Linked DNA regions of Mus musculus: regions 2 and 3 are each linked to region 1. The links are chromatin contacts, called in public Hi-C and HiChIP or PLAC-seq maps. All regions are on one chromosome and are shown on one strand. Each heading gives the region's core, a stretch centred on a gene start, on an enhancer-like site or on the middle of the called end of the contact. The rest is flanking DNA. Distances are from core to core; before and after follow the strand shown.

Evidence for each region. Hi-C and Micro-C count contacts between places; a contact is called where the count stands out from the background. HiChIP or PLAC-seq counts read pairs in DNA pulled down with a chosen protein or histone mark.
Region 2: a Hi-C map of uterus shows a contact between it and region 1, with 2.1 times the contacts expected there. The contact joins the enhancer-like site here to the promoter of Tcim in region 1. A contact is called at or near these places in 3 of 39 promoter capture datasets (the 3T3-L1 cell line, liver and second pharyngeal arch cranial neural crest), 12 of 484 Hi-C or Micro-C datasets (the HL-1 cell line, adipose-derived mesenchymal stem cells, embryonic stem cells and 7 more), 5 of 115 datasets of contacts at active chromatin or transcription factors (embryonic limb bud, embryonic stem cells, kidney and 2 more) and 2 of 9 other capture datasets (embryonic stem cells and pancreatic islet).
Region 3: an H3K27ac HiChIP or PLAC-seq map of embryonic fibroblasts shows a contact between it and region 1, with 33 read pairs. The contact joins the enhancer-like site here to the promoter of Tcim in region 1. A contact is called at or near these places in 11 of 39 promoter capture datasets (3T3-L1-derived adipocytes, cranial neural crest, embryonic stem cells and 7 more), 2 of 15 datasets of contacts at CTCF or cohesin (the NIH/3T3 cell line and liver), 51 of 484 Hi-C or Micro-C datasets (the AML12 cell line, the BV-2 cell line, the C2C12 cell line and 25 more), 19 of 115 datasets of contacts at active chromatin or transcription factors (astrocytes, cardiomyocytes, differentiating embryonic stem cells and 13 more) and 3 of 9 other capture datasets (adipose tissue, embryonic stem cells and liver).

Annotation. Positions count from the first base shown.
Region 1 is chr8:24,435,784-24,440,907 of GRCm38.p6, forward strand. Tcim (transcriptional and immune response regulator) reads right to left here and starts at 3,163. Exons shown (of 1, transcript NM_026931.3): 1 at 1,389-3,163. The coding sequence starts at 3,113. The coding sequence ends at 2,793.
Region 2 is chr8:24,481,823-24,486,946 of GRCm38.p6, forward strand. No RefSeq gene overlaps it. Among named protein-coding and RNA genes, the nearest start is that of 9130214F15Rik, 19 kb to the right of the region's middle. Within about 2 kb of position 2,954, at least 36 of the 459 cell types and tissues checked have an H3K27ac peak or open chromatin away from gene starts, as enhancers often do. A contact at or near this core is called in kidney, pancreatic cancer cells and uterus, where this site is marked.
Region 3 is chr8:24,392,889-24,398,012 of GRCm38.p6, forward strand. No RefSeq gene overlaps it. Among named protein-coding and RNA genes, the nearest start is that of Gm30633, 13 kb to the left of the region's middle. Within about 2 kb of position 2,798, at least 34 of the 459 cell types and tissues checked have an H3K27ac peak or open chromatin away from gene starts, as enhancers often do. A contact at or near this core is called in the HL-1 cell line, adipose-derived mesenchymal stem cells, embryonic fibroblasts and 2 more, where this site is marked.

The DNA of each region.
Region 1 (5,124 bases), core at 1,913-4,412:
CAGCTCTGTCTTTGAATGCAGTGCAACTTAAAGATTTTCATAATGGTTCCCATAAGGACTAGGTCACTTATTCTGAGCACACACACACACACACACACACACACACACACACACACACACAGCTCAGTGTGCATCAGACTGAAAGCCAGGAGACTGAACAGAGGACTTCTCCACAGTCCCTACTTTCATGAGCATATTCTGGCCAAGTGACTATCCCCGCTGAAGGCTGCCTCTGTGGTTCTTAACCTCTTTTGGTACCATCTGAAAATCTGATGAAGAGTATGAATAATCCTCCTAGATAATGCTCATAGGCATTTTTCACACAAACACACACATACACATATCACAACACTCACATATACACACAAACACACACCACACACACATACATATGCACACACTCACATATACATTACATGTACACACAGTCCCAAACACATCACAACACATACATACATACATACATACTTATCACATACATTTACACACATATGCACACACACATCACACACACACATTCACAAACACATCACAACATTTACACACATACATATCACAACACTCACACACATGACATACACTCACACACATATGCACACATTCATATACACATCACACACACTCACAAGCACATCACAACATTCACACACACTCACACACGGATGCACACATACTTGCATACACATCACACACACACGCACACACACGCAAACACACACACACTTGTAGAATAATTCTCCCTCCCCCCCTTTTTTTATTTCCAGGGACTGAAACTCAGGATCTTGTATATATGGTCAGTGATCTAATGCTGACCTATAAGCCTAGATAAGGGTCCCATGGATCAATGTGTAATGACCTTCAACAACTCAATAATTATTGACAGAATACAGATGTTTAACTATGTTCTTTTCTTTTTATAATTTTTGTATTTAAAATTCTGGCTTATTGGGATGTGAAGTATATAACTTAATTAATTTGAAAAATAAAATAAAAATCTGGCTTAACCCTCCTGAAAGGTTCCATATAGCTCATTTGTTTTGATATAGCATATTCAGCATTTAAAAGAGAAAACTTGGAGCCAGGCGGTGGTGGCACACGCCTTTAATCCCAGCACTTGGGAGGCAGAGGCAGGTGGATTTCTGAGTTTGAGGCCAGCCTGGTCTACAAAGTGAGTTCCAGGACAGCCAGGGCTACACAGAGAAACCCTGTCAAAACAAACAAACAAACAAACAAACAAAAATAAAATAAAAAACAAAACAAAAATCCAAACCAAAAAAACAAACAAACAACAACAACAAAAAAGAAAAACTTAAAAGAGAAAACTTGGTAGCTTTGCTGAATTTCTGGAAACTTTTTTTTGCCTTTCTATTAAGAAAGCACAGTGGGCATTGGCTTATGCCTTTTTAGAAATGCTTTATTATAAATTATACTGGAATAAGGAGAGAGATATTAATGTTATAATGACCCACAGAAACTTCATCATAATTCACTCGAACTTCAAAACATACCGTTTAGGAAGAAATAAATGGGTATGTATCTGCTGTAGTGACAGAGGAGAAATTTCACGAAAAATGAAGATAGATTATGGATATATAAAAGCAATATTGCCAAATTACTCTGTGGGAAACTCTATGCCATGAAGTTTAAAATGGGGGCGGGGAGAAGGCTCTGTAGACACTTGGCGCTGTAACTTGTTTTGGAAAAGTTTGGCAATCAGCATAAAGCTACTCTGGAAGATTTAGAGTCAACCCCTAGAAAAGTTTACAATGATCAAAATTTACCATCCTATATTTTTCCCTTGGGGACGGATCACCACAGAGCAAAGAGAAGCTAAGTTGATAATAATTTATTAGGGCTATGTATCACTTACAATGCATAATAAATAATTTTAAAAAACCCACAGCATCCTTCTAAAATCCCCCATATTCATTTCCTAATGCTTACTACAGTGTCTGGAGGACATTTAATTAGATTAGATTTTAGCATTAGTCAGAGAGTTTTAAAAAGCACATTCGAAAGTTGTTCACAGTCCTTCGGATTTATGAAGGGCCCCATTATTTCAGCTTTGTGCAAACCATTTTGAAGTGTGTACAAATCCTGTAGAAACATAGCCCATGCTGTGGGGTTTTACTGGGCTGGGCCAGGCATCCAGTTCTTTGACTTTAACAGCAGGGGGTGCACTGTCTTAGCCATTGTATTCAATGCAAGCAGACAATTACTGATCTCTAAAAATCTTGACCAATAAACAGCACGGAGATTTAGCCACATTTTTAAACATTCAGATTTAAAAAAAAAAACACACAAAACTTCAGTAAACCACTTATGCTTCATATTCCTTCTCTTCCCTCCCTCCCCACTTCAATATTTAAAAAAAGAAAAAAGGAAGAAAAGAAAAAAGAAAACAAAATAATAAACCGAACAACAAGAACAAAAACCAAGTTAGGTTTGAGTTTAGTCTTAGGGCCTTGCCAACGGCCCTGGGTGCGTGCACTCAGTCCCCACAAACGCAGTGTTCTGGTCAGTGCCTCCATCCTCTCAGGCTATGTCCTTTCCTGCTGTGAGAGTTCTCAACGCCTGCTGAAGGCACTTGGCTCCCAGTGGGACAGCTCAGGGCTGCAATGAGTTGCAAGTCTGTGTAGCTGGTGAGTTATGTATGTCCCTTTCCATCCTCGGGGTCCTGTCGGAGGAAGCTCTCAAGCCTTTTCGCGGGACACTGCCCGTGCCAGAGCTGGCAGGCTCACTGGGTCTTTAAAGGTCCATTGGTGGATACGCTCTTGCCCAGCCTGCTGTGCTCAGTGTACCTTGATGGAATATTTCCGCAGTTTGAGAAACTGAAGAAGCTTGTCTTTTGTCCTCTTCTTCAGGGCCATGAGGGCTCGAGTTTTCTCCTCCAAATCTTGGTCGATGGCAAAAATGATCTTGGCCCGCTCCTCTGCCTTCTTGTCTCCGGAGTTCCTGAAGAGCCTCTGCAGGGACTCCTGGTCTATGTTCTCAAAGATGTTGCCCACAGCTTTCTTGCGAGCGGCTGTGTCGAAGTGGTAGCCGTGGATGGACGGGCTTACTCGAAGAGACGAGGACATGCTGGTGGCTTGATGGCTTGGCTTGGCTTTCATCGATGTGGGTCTTCCACGGCTCAGCTTGGGCACTTCCAGGGGAGTCTGTTGTAAAAATCGTCCCAGGACGGCTATTTAAAGGGTGAACAAAGCTCGGGACTCAAATTACACTGGTGACGTCACATTGATCCCAGGGAGGAAAAAACCACAGAACATTAACAGTTGCCTTGCCAAAGATCTGGCTCCGGATGCTAGAATGCATTTCAAAGCTTGTTTAGAGATAGCTGGCTACAAGCTTGCCTCTTTACACCTCAGACGGCATTGTGCCTTACAAACTGGCTCTTCCTTCCAGAAGCCGAAATCAGGAGAGAGAGAGAAAAGAAAAGGCTCCAAATCTTTGCCTACGATTGAAACAAGGAGTTCTGCCAAGCTCAACAGAGTTTCAATTAGTACAAAAGTTTTAAAGTGTGGGCCAGACCCTGGCAGCCTAGGTCTGTGTGCCTTTTGCCTGTCCCTATCAGGGTGAGGGTGAGGAAGTCAGAAGAAAAAAAAAAATGCTTGGGAGGACAGGAAGTCTGACTCTGGAGCTAAAGTTTACTGACATGGCTCAGCCCGAAAGCACAAATCTCAAACTGTACCTGAGTGCTGTATGTAATTTCTGCTGGGAACTGCAATTTAAACAGTAATAGCGGCAGATGGTAGCTCCCCAGCTTGTGTAAGTATTGACAGCAACAACTATTCAAAAGCAAGGAGCAAAGGTTAATGGTGGTGCTGTGGGTACTTAATGCCCACAAGGAATGAGCTGATCTTTTGTTTTGAGGGCTACTTTGGAGTCACTCAGCATTATCAGAATGCTGCTATCTTCATTACACGCTTTTAATCTATTACTTTTGCTATCCACAAGACTCAGATACGTACAGCTGTTCTATGCTAAATGTCACCTTCCTCTGACCTAGAGATTCCTCTTTATGATTCAAATCTCTACTCTCCTTTCTGGTCCTCCAAGAAACTAGAATGGACTTTTAATGTTATTTCACTTATAGTCAAGAAAATCACACACCTATAACCCCATCTGTCTTAGAAGGCTGAGGCAGGCTAGCAAGCTGCAGGACAGACTGAACTACACAGGAATGAATGCCCTGTCTCAGAATTAAATTAAATGAATAAAATAGAAATAAAATCATTTATTTTACCTTAATAAAGTTTATGTCTCACTAGGAGAAAGGAGTGAGACATTTTTGCATATGTCAAAACCTTTTGCATTTTTCAAAACCTTTTGTTTTGAAGGCTACTTTGGAATCACTCAGCATAATCAGAATGATGCTATCTTCAACTTTTAATTTATTACTTGAAGATATGACTATTATGTGAAATTACAGTGTCTTCCTATTACCTGAAAGAAATGTTCACTGTGGATAAGTATGCGCCAGAGTTGCTCAAGCACATAACGGGCAGGGAACTTCTACAAAATCCCAGGAGATGTCCAAGCCAGAGGGCCCCAGCTCAACTGTCACCCTCATCACCGACGACTGTAGTGGCCGTCACCCAGGAGATACAGATAGCTCAGGGGAGGGGCAAGTTAGTTGGGAGACCTTCAATATGAGCTGGTAAGATCCTAGCTGTTCTAGCAATGGGGGGTCTAGTGCACTTGTGAGCATCTGTGGTGTTGGCTGAGATCATCTTCTTCCAATGCCTATTTCCTACCCTTTGCGGGCAGGGATGCTTTCTGAAGATTCACCTCCTCCCAAGCTGAGCCCGTTCAACTCTGTCCTCTCACCAGAGCTGAGACCGCTTATCCTGCATTCTCTACCCTGGCAACACTCTCTACCCAGCACCCAGGGCATTGTTCTTGGGGCCACCCCAATAACTTTTTGAATTTAAAAAAAAATTTAAAGAATGACTTATTTTATGCATATGAATACACTGTAGCTGTCTTCAGACACACCAGAAGAGGGCATCAGATCCCATTATAGATGGTTTATAGATGGTTGTGAGCCACCATGTGGTTGCTGGGAATTGAACTCAGGTCCTCTGGAAGAGCAGTCAGTGCTCTTAACCACTGAGCCGTCTC
Region 2 (5,124 bases), core at 1,704-4,203, 46 kb after region 1:
GAACCTTCAAAAAGGCAGTTCTCACTTGAAATCTTTCAAACACACTACTAAAGTTTGGAGTTGACAGGAGTAAAAAAGTAAAAAGTCTCTCTCTGCACATTTTCCCAAAGGGACTGTGATGCTGACGTCTGTATCACTGCAGCCACATGTCTTTCCCAGAGGATAGAAAATGACAAATAAGGACCAGCAACTGACCACAGGAAGGATGGGACTGGTTTCCAACAAGGAAAAGATGTTCAGTTAGCAGCCTCATGCCCACATCTGCCTCTGCTCCAGACTGCTTTGTTTAAAGGCAGTACTTAGATTTTATTGGAAACGCTGCCAGGGAATGGGCTGTGGTCTATGGCGTTAGTTCCTGTATCTTGTTAAGAGATCTGATAAGTCTGGGAGGTACGGCAGGTGTACAGTCTAAAGCAGTGGCAGAATCCTTGTAAATCCCCAAAAGTAAGCAGGTGGAGGCTCAAGAGGAAAGGCGGTCCACATACACAGAAAATGGTGTGGGCAAAGGTGTAAGGATAGAGACCCAAGGTGCTGTGGCTGGGATGGGGAGGTTCCCATGGTTAAAGCACTTGTGTAAGGACCAGAATTCAGAGCCCCACAAACCCACATAAATGCCAGAAGGGCCCATCTGCAATTCTAGCCTTGGAGGTATAGAAAGATTCCCAGAGCGAGCTGGTTAGTAGGCATAGCCATATTGGCAAGCTCTGGGTTTGATACACTACCTCCGTGAATAATGTGGAAGATTCACGTGCACATCCACACGCATGTGCATGAGTACACATGCCTACCTCCCCACATGCACAGGCAAATTGGGGAAACAGGGTAAAAAAGAAAACGAAACAGAGACACTAACAGCAAGGGATACAGAAAAACTAAAATCTCCCAATTATCTTAATCGTTTGACAAAAATCTTTAAAAAAAAAAAAAGTGTTTGTGAATGAACCCAGGGCCTCAATCATGAAAATCATGAATACTGGGGAAATATTTTTTACAAGATTTAATATTTTCCAGTATTTCCAATTCTGGAAAAGTACCCTGGGAACTCACCTGCTTCTGGTTTGATTGCATCATGCCTTCTCTGTCTTATGAAGCCAACATCAACTGTTCTGGTCTTGGCCAAATACCTAAGGAATAAACCAAGATATAAATGGGTTTCGTATAGGACCCGAGCTCCAACTTCCCTGGTCATTTCACCGTGTGAGCTTCCAGGCTGACTCTCAACATTTCCAACTATCTAAAGAGGAAGGGGCAGTTCTCACTTCTGAAAAAGAGGACCATGGTCTAACTCTTATCATGCTTGAAATATTTCAGGAGCATGCTGTGCTTCCTCTGCTATCAAATCATAGAGGAACCAACCTTTCGCGATAGCGAAGGGGACAGTCACGGTCACGAGAGACCTTGTGCCTCATTTACATAAGCTAATTTCCAGGTTGCAGTATAATGATCCAAAACCTTCAATAATATCACACAGTGTGTCTACTGTCTACAACCTGTAAGAAGGAAAGTTGGCATGAAATCAGGGAAGAGAGGGGAGAGAAGAGAGGTCAGGTCTTTGTGTCAAAGTCTTTGTATAATGCCTACATGAACCACAGATGGGGGATCTATCAGCCTGCCCTCTCCTAGAACAACCAACCACTTCCCTGGGTCACTGTACCTGTCCTGTCCTCCTTGCCTGACTATGCCTTTCATGCCTCATTGTTCAAACCTCACTGAGCTGTCAAGCACTAATTGAGCGACCCCTCCCCAATGCCAGTCTCAACCACCCTACCTTTCTCCATCTCTTCCTTCTTTTAAATAGCCTATGTAGGAAAGAAAACAGAACTTAGAAATCTAACGAGTACTGAACAGGGAATTATTCCTTCTCTTGGGTTGTGTAAGAGTATGAGAAAGCCCACCACAGAGTCTGTGTGCGTCCTTCCCTCTTCTCTGTAACGGGTCCCCAGCAGTGGTGACCAATCATAGGTGCTCTGTAAATGCTTTGTCGCTGAACATAAATGAGCCCTTAAATGAATGCCTGGACACAGTAAATGCATGCAGACGTGAGAAGAGGGAGCACGGGGTAGAAAGAGCAGGAGCAATGGAGCAAAGAATTGGGTCAGAACGGTTTTATGGGGTCAGCTGCCACTGGTTCCCACAGAGCCCTTGGCTTCCACTGAAGCTGAGCCCGGTTGTTTTGACAGAGTCAAGGCAAAGAAAGTGAGAGAGGACTTTATAAAAACGGACTGCCTTCATAAACACGGAACCTACATTAGCAGCCCTTTATGGACCATAAAAAGTCATAGGACACAAGCCGAAAATAATTTTCTTTTCTTAGAGCCCAAGGGAAAAACAATCAGTGAACATCTTTCTTCAATCAGGTCTGCATTTCCAGTAATGAGAAAACTTCAACAACTCCATTTCCTGTTTATGTAAAACTCTTGTCACTGGATGCAAAAGAAAAAAGAAAAAAAAAAGAAGAAAAAGTGTATCCATCTTGTTGGCTTCCCCTAAGAGTAGTCCACCCACCATTTCTGTTTGCTGCAAGACTAATGTGACTTGTCCCCAAGGCCTTGCCCTGCTTCCTCGATGTCCTGAAACACCACGGGGTACTTTCACTAGAACTTCACTTAGGTGCATGCCCTGGGGTCTGGGAAAGCCATGGCTAAATCTGAACGTGGATCTTGCCTCGTGACACGTGCATTTAAGAGCTGAGCCTTCAGAAGCAGGCTTGCCTGACCTGAGACCTTTCTGGCATCTCCTTTGTTATAGAGTGAGACAGGATTACAAAGCATTTGTTTGCCTGTCTTCAGGGGGCAAATGCCAGAGCCACGCCTTTGTTCTAATGTAGCCTTGCTCTGCCAGCACTAAGTGGCGATCCTATCTCTGAAAGCTGGCCTTTGTTAAGCTGACTCCATCCTTCAGTGCTGGGGACAGCATGTAATTCTGCCTCTGGTCATCAGCTTGTGCCGGGAATTTCACCATCTGCATACTTTGGCTCCTTGTGTCTAGACGGAGGACCCTTGCCAATGATGCACATTATAGGAATCTGTGTTAACTGTCTGTTATAAAATCATCTGTGCTTACACCATGTTTGTCATAGGCTCCTCCCACCACCCATGTATAAAAGCATTGTGAACTTGATTCCCGCCCCCCTTCCCCTGTATCAAACTCAGGGCCTTGCACATAAGAGGCAGAGGCACATCCCGCTCATTTTGAGACAGGATCTCAAAGGTAGCCCAGGCCACCCTTGAACCCACCACCAGAAGCCTCAGCCTCTTGAGTGCTGGAATCATAAGGGAGGTAAGCCACTGCACTTGGCTTTCTAAACTTGGAGAGTAGGTTGCCAAGATGATGCTCCCTTATGGTATGGTATGGTATGGTATGGTATGGTACGGTAATGTACATTTCTTCAAACTCAGAATGTTTCCTTATAAAACAAGAGTACAGTGTCTCATACTATGATGGCTCTCTTTGTCTAGTTTGGTAGTTCTGAGGAGTAAGCCGAGGGCCTCACACACGCTAGGCAAACGCTCTACTCTGTTCTAATATCTAAGTCAAGCTCTCCATTCTCCCTCCTCCTGGACCCAATATGGACTGCATCTTGCCTTGGTCTTCACACTCCATTGATTCAGAAGACTCCACACTCTCTTTTTTACCTTGATTCTTACACTTTGAAGAGCAATGACCCTCTGTCATGGCCACTCAGCCTGGGGCTTCCTGCAGCCACTTTCTGGTTGGAGTCAGGGAAGAAGTTGGAGCTACCTGTCCCCAGACATGACGTTGTCATTCTCTCCACATCGTGTGAAGAGACACTTGACATCTGTCTCATGCTAGTCTGGGTCACCTTTGTTAAGGCACATCAAACTTTCACCAGTGTTGATTCTTGACTAAAACAATTATTATAATAGTGATCCAAGGGTGACCTTCTGAATATATGACCTCTGTATTTGGTATTGCCATTCTTCTGTCAACAAGAACATCCCTAACTTATTCACCCACATCTTCACTGTCATTTTTTGAGGTAGGTTTTATGGGATCTTATGACTCCTCTTGTGGGTTAAAAATGATAATCATCTATTTAGGTACTCAAATTACTGTTGGATCTAACTAGAGGGGAGGAACTTTGCTAGTTGATTTTTATGTCATTTTATGACATCATTCTTTGAGCATTTCTTTTCTCTGTTTTTCTTTTTCCCTTTCTTTTCTTTTTTTTAAATTCACTTTACATCCGGATCACAGACCCACTACCTCATCTCTTCCCAGCTGCACCCTCACATTCCCTACTCCCCATTGCCTCCTCCCTTTCTCCTTAGAAAAAGGGGAGCCCCCTTGGGTTCCACCGTACTCTAGTCCCAGCAAGATCAGGCACATCCTCTCCCAATGAGCCCCAACCATGCAGTCCAGGTAGGGGTAAGAACATCCAATGGCAGGAAACAGAGACAGAGACAGCCTCAAATCCATTGGTAGGGGACCTACACAGGAAGACGAAGCTGCAGATTTGCTACAGTGTGTAGGGGGCCTAGGTCCAGCTCCTGCCTGCTCCCTTCTTGGTGGCTCAGGCTCTGTGAGCGCCATGGTTGGGCATTTCTTTCCTTTGTGGAATGTTATGATTTAGATATAAAGTGTATTCCAAAAGGCTTGTGTGTGAAAGCCTTGATTCCCAGCTGGCTGAGTAGTGAAAAATCTGTGAACCAGTTATATGGCCATGAACTTTATCAATCAAGGAGCCCACTGATAGGTTTATAGCTTAATGAACTCTTGGGTGAGATTTACTGGAAGAAAATGGGTCACCAGAGCCTTTCTTTTGGGAAGATATTCTTCCTCATCTTCTTTATCTCTCTTTGTCTCTCTGTCTCTCTCTCCCTCTATCTCTCTTCTAGCTACCAGGCTCTTGGTACCAAGAATTTCTACCTCACTATGGTGACTCTGACAGTGATGGATTCAGCCAAGCAGGGACTGAAATCACTGAAACCAAGAGAAAAAATAATTCCCTCCCTCAGTTCTTATTGCTGGAAATGTGTTTAGACTTGAAGATCTGGGAATAGGGTAGATGCTCCTACTGATGAAATCGCTGTCCTAAGGAATTGTCAATGGGCAGAGTTAAGAACAGCCTCTGTGTGTACAGTATATACACAAGGGAATTTG
Region 3 (5,124 bases), core at 1,548-4,047, 43 kb before region 1:
TCTCTTATATCATATAACATATAATTAATATAATATATAATGTTGTTATACACTATATAATATATCAATATATAGTATGGTATGTAATATTATATAATAGAATATATATTATACTATACATACCACTTATTGAATCTGTTACCTGGTATTTTGTGATCAGCATACTATAGACAGTAAGTAAGGTGGACAATGGGAATGGAGCCTTGTGATACTTCCCCATCCATGTTAGTTTACCAATTTATTTGTCATTTTTCAGACCTTGTTTAAACAATACTGTTAAATTTTCATGGGTGCAGCATCTCTGTCATACATGGAAGCCACTATTGCCCAGCATACATCCTGGTCCTCTGGCTCTTACAGTGTCTCCATCCCCACATTGACGATGTTCTCTGAGCCATTGGTACATGAGAGAGAGCTGTGTTGTAATTGTGTCCGAGGAGGCTGGACACCCCACAGAAAGTTGATCTCCACACATTGACCAGCTGCGGATTTCTATAATGGTGTCTCTGAAAAGAAGCTCTTATCTGCGAGCATGAGGAAAGACATTTAGAATACAATGAGAACGTATACCAGTTGTAGTAGCAACCTTCTCCCCTAAGGTCCTCTAGGGTGCAAGAATTCCCTAAACACAAGTAGTTAGGCCAGTTTAACAGCACTAGGCACAAATTCCCTCTTACTGAAGTGCCCTTTAGTCCAATAAAAGAGCTGTTGGTTATCCCCAAGATGTAAGTGCCACTACTGCACCCTTGAGGATAGCTTGCTGTGCTGCTCATTGTTGTGGCTCATAAGCTCTACAGCAGGGCACAGCTATTAATTGCTTTTCTCCCTTGGCTACTTGCACAGCAATTTCAGATCCGATAAGAGCTAGTCCTCAGGGAGGAGGATTTCAGATAAGTTTCAGCTTAATGCTACCAAGTACTGTGTCCAAATTTTGTGGTGTCTTTCACAATGAGGCCAGTCTTTCAATTTTTCTTTTCCTTTTTTAGACAACCAAAGCCTATGTCGTTTGGACATTTCTTGGACTCCTCTTCCTGTGCTACTAAATCCTCCTCCCACATCCCTACCCCTTACTTGACACAAGATAGGGTTATCTGTGAAAGGGGAAACTCAGTTGAGAAATTGCCTCCATTGGATTAGCCTAGGGGGGCATGTCTGGGGCACATTTCCTAGACAGATGATGGAGGGCTCAATCATGGTGGGAGGTGCCCCCCACCCAGCAGATGATCTGGATTCTATAAGAGACCATCCTGGGCAAACTGCTAGAAGCAAATCAGTAAGCAACATTCCTCCATGGTCTCTACTCAAGTCCCAGTCTCCAGATTTCGTCTTGAGCTCCGCCCTGACTTCCCTCAGTGATGGTCCGTGACCTGGGAGTTGTAAGATGATAAAACCTCTCCTCCCCAAGTTGCTTTTGGTTCAAATGTTTTTTATCACAGCAATAGAAAGCAAACCTGAACACTGACCAACAACTTAAAGAAAGGCTTCCCATACCTGGCCCTGGGAATTTTATTAGTCTACGGGGCTTGGAAAATTAGCACACTGTGTGTGTGTGTGTGTGTGTGTGTGTGTGTGTGTGTGTGTGTGTGTGTAAGCTAAAACAGTATTTCCCTGTGACTTGTTCAAATATCATTACTGTTACGAATGCCTCTTCCCTCTGTCTCCTTCCATATCCCCCCGCCCCCTGCCCAGTTAGAGGTACACACACACACACACATTCACTTCAGTGTGTGGAGGTCAGAAGACAACTTGTAAAAATTTGTCCTCTCATTCCACCGTATGGTTCTGAGGGAATCAAACCTGGGTCATCAGACTTGGCGGCAATCCCTTTCCCCTGCCAGAGCCTGCCTTCTCAGCAGCCCATGCCTTCTCACCAGCCCGTGCCTTCTCACCAGCCCGTTTCTCCTGTTTTTATTCTTAAATTGGGTTCCTGTGTATGATGATGAATACACCAAAATTGGGAATAAAATATGCAGAGTAGATATTCATACTTGGCTTTGGCCTATCCTTAGTACATACATGCAGCTTGCAGAGCCATTAGTGAATGGATGGATATTTGTCTTTTGACCCCTAGCTAGCACAAGAGGGATTTGAAGGCCAAAGAATCTATTCCATTGAGGCAACACAAGAGGGCGCTCTTTCCATCCCATTGCCAAAGGCCAGCCCATTCCCTATGCCCTACTGGGCCATCACTAATACAAGTTTTCACCTTTTGCCTTTTCAAGCAATAATTAGAAGAACCATGCACGGCAAATGAATTGGGTAGAAGATGAGAGTCTCAGGAAACACGGGATTGAACTGACTAAAACACTGGCCAAAAGGTTGTTCTGTTTGGGTTGTGCAATTAATTGAATTGTACTTACAGTTATTATTTCAGCTTATTTTACAGTTAGTAGTTCTATTTGTACATGTATGCACATTCTGCTTAGCATTCTATGGGCTTTGGTGTATGCATTATGAAAATCTACTGACATAAGACTCCTTAAGAAGACCTGAATTAATTCTAGCTACCCTTTGAGTGACTGGGGATAATGAACCAGCTTTTTTTAGTCTCAGTTTGTAGAATTACAGGTTGCAGTATGTGTTTTCTAAGAACCTTTATGGGCCCAACAGTCTACTAGATTGATGAATTATGGTGGTTCACTAAATCTTTGATATGTAATGGGGATGTAGCTATCAGCTACATATAATTTATAGGCACCTACTGAAAAAAAAAATCAGTAAGTGGTTGACTGTGTTGAAGACGTGCTTCAGCATGTGGGTGTGTCTGTAGACGCCTGGATCTTTGTGGCCTAAATACTATTATCAATTTCTACTCAAGTCTATTACGCATATGGTTCCAGGGTGACTCAGTGGTGGTGGCCAGCTCAGCTCTATAAATATGTGAGGACATTACTTAAACTTTTTGATTAGTGAGTTGGCTTAAATGACCCAAGGAGGCTTGCATTTATTTTGAGCCTTTTGTTGATGTGGTGGTCTGTTTTGTTTGCTAGGATGATGGGGCTACAGCCATGGTGGCTAGCTTTTATTTATTTACTTAGGTGGTTGAGTCGTTGTGTTTTTGAGGAGCCAGTATTTAGAGGAAATAAATAAAACTTCACTAGAGTAAAGATACTGTTTAAAGGGGTTTAGAATTGCTGTGTTGATTATGGGGTAGCCTGCACTGCCTCGGCAGTGCTGAGCTGGACAGTGTCCATGTGTCCTTGAACAAGGGGATGTGGCGCTCACTCTGCCTCATCTGTGTGGGCTTTTCTCCGCTCCCCTACAATCTCCCATCCCATTCTCCATCTTTCTCGAGGGCTGGCAGTCTCCTCTGTCTTTCATGGCAAAGCACCCTTTGGTGGGGAAAGTGGCCAGTAGCTCTGTCAGCAGCCGCAAGGCTGTGGGGTTTGACAGGATGAGGCTGTGGCGATGACTTTCTGCAGGGAAGGAATGAATACAGTGAGTGCTTCCGTGTTTTAGGAGCAAGAAAGAGAGATAAATGACGGGGGGCGGGGCTAAGTCCAAGCCCTGTCTGTGTTGAGATGGGGGTCATGCGCGTGGAAAGTATGATAACATAGCAAGTTTTATGTAAGGAATCGGGAGCAGAGTCCAGCTCATGAGAGTTAATGTGTCTCTCTACACGAAATGCCAGTGTGATGTGGCAGAAGGGGGTGCCTTTGCGGGCCCATGCTGAGGTAAACCACCCCCCACCCCCAGCCCTGGTATCAGCCACACGACAGGTCTAGTATAAAATGAAATTAATTTGGGACATGGGAAGGGAATAGAGGCAGGGAACGAAAAGGGGACAGAGAAGGACAGAAAGAGAGAGGAGAGAGAAAAAAAGGAAAGAGACTGGCTGAAAACACGTGGGGAGAGAGGAAGAAAATGAAGAGAGAGAGGAGAGGGAGGAAGGAGGAGGAGGAGGAGGAGGAGGAGGAAGGTAACTGTTGGACGGAGCTTAGAGGAAATGCTAACACCCCACGTCTAACTTTTTATTCTTTCAGCAATCACTGCACCTCTCTTATGCGTAACATTGTACCCAGCACTTGATATCATGGCTGCATAAGTTATGTTTTATGGTTTCCAGCTTTGGGGAAAAAAATAAATAGAAAACACTGACCATTGCAAGAGAAGAGTAGTGGTGGGAGACGCGATAGGGGCTTGCCTGGAACAGAGACTGGAAGAAGGTGATCTGCAGGTCAGCAGAGACAGGCGCAACCCCCCCTGGTTAAGTTTCGGGACAGAGCGTGCCAGAAGTAGAGGAAAAGGTTAGGCAACCGCATCGGAGTGACAGTGTCACAGTGTGTTCAGGGAACTGGTGCTGTTCAGGATTGTTGACAATCAAAGTTCAAGGAAGGGGGCGGGGGCGGGGGGAGGCGGGGGAGCCAGGTGTACGCTCTAAGAAGCTACAAAATAACCAACCGCAGCACTCGAGGAGCACGGGGATCATAGCCTGCAATTAACTGTGAGACTTTGTCTCCAAACAACCAACCAAAGTCACCGACCACCATCACCCGGTCAGCGACAACGTGCTGGTCAGTTTGTGTGGTGTGGGAAAGAGAAAACAGCGAGATGGAGGTCTCAGAGAGACCCCCTCAGAAGAGCCAAAAATTGGATCAAGACAAATGAAGATACAGGAGGAAAAAAACGCTAGACAGAAACATTCAGCGGTTCTCAACCTGTGGGTCGCTAACAGTAGCAAAATTAGTTACGAAATAATTGTATGGTTGGGGGAGATCACCATGGCATGAAGTACTGTACTAAAGGGTCTCAGTGCTAGGAAGGTCCAGAACTACTGGTTGAAGAAAAGAGTAGAGAACTGAGCCCAGGAGAGCGGGCTTCCTCCTACCTTTTCTGACTCTGGATTTTGTATGAATACCCTCCTCTTCACACTGGACCACACTTAACAACGTGATGATTTTGAGTGTAGCATTAAAAACTCTTTCTGGTCTTGTTTGGTAGGTTGGTGTTGTGTTTGGGACCAAATGGCTCTGATAACATCCTTTTGCTTACAGGGGACCTGAGGAGAGCTAGTGAAGTCAGAAATAGAAGTTGCACACTTGAATCTGACTCAGGCACACGTGCTCTCTCCCTCCCTCTCTTCTCTTATAGGATGCATATAGTCTAAGTTGCTAAAGTTATTGA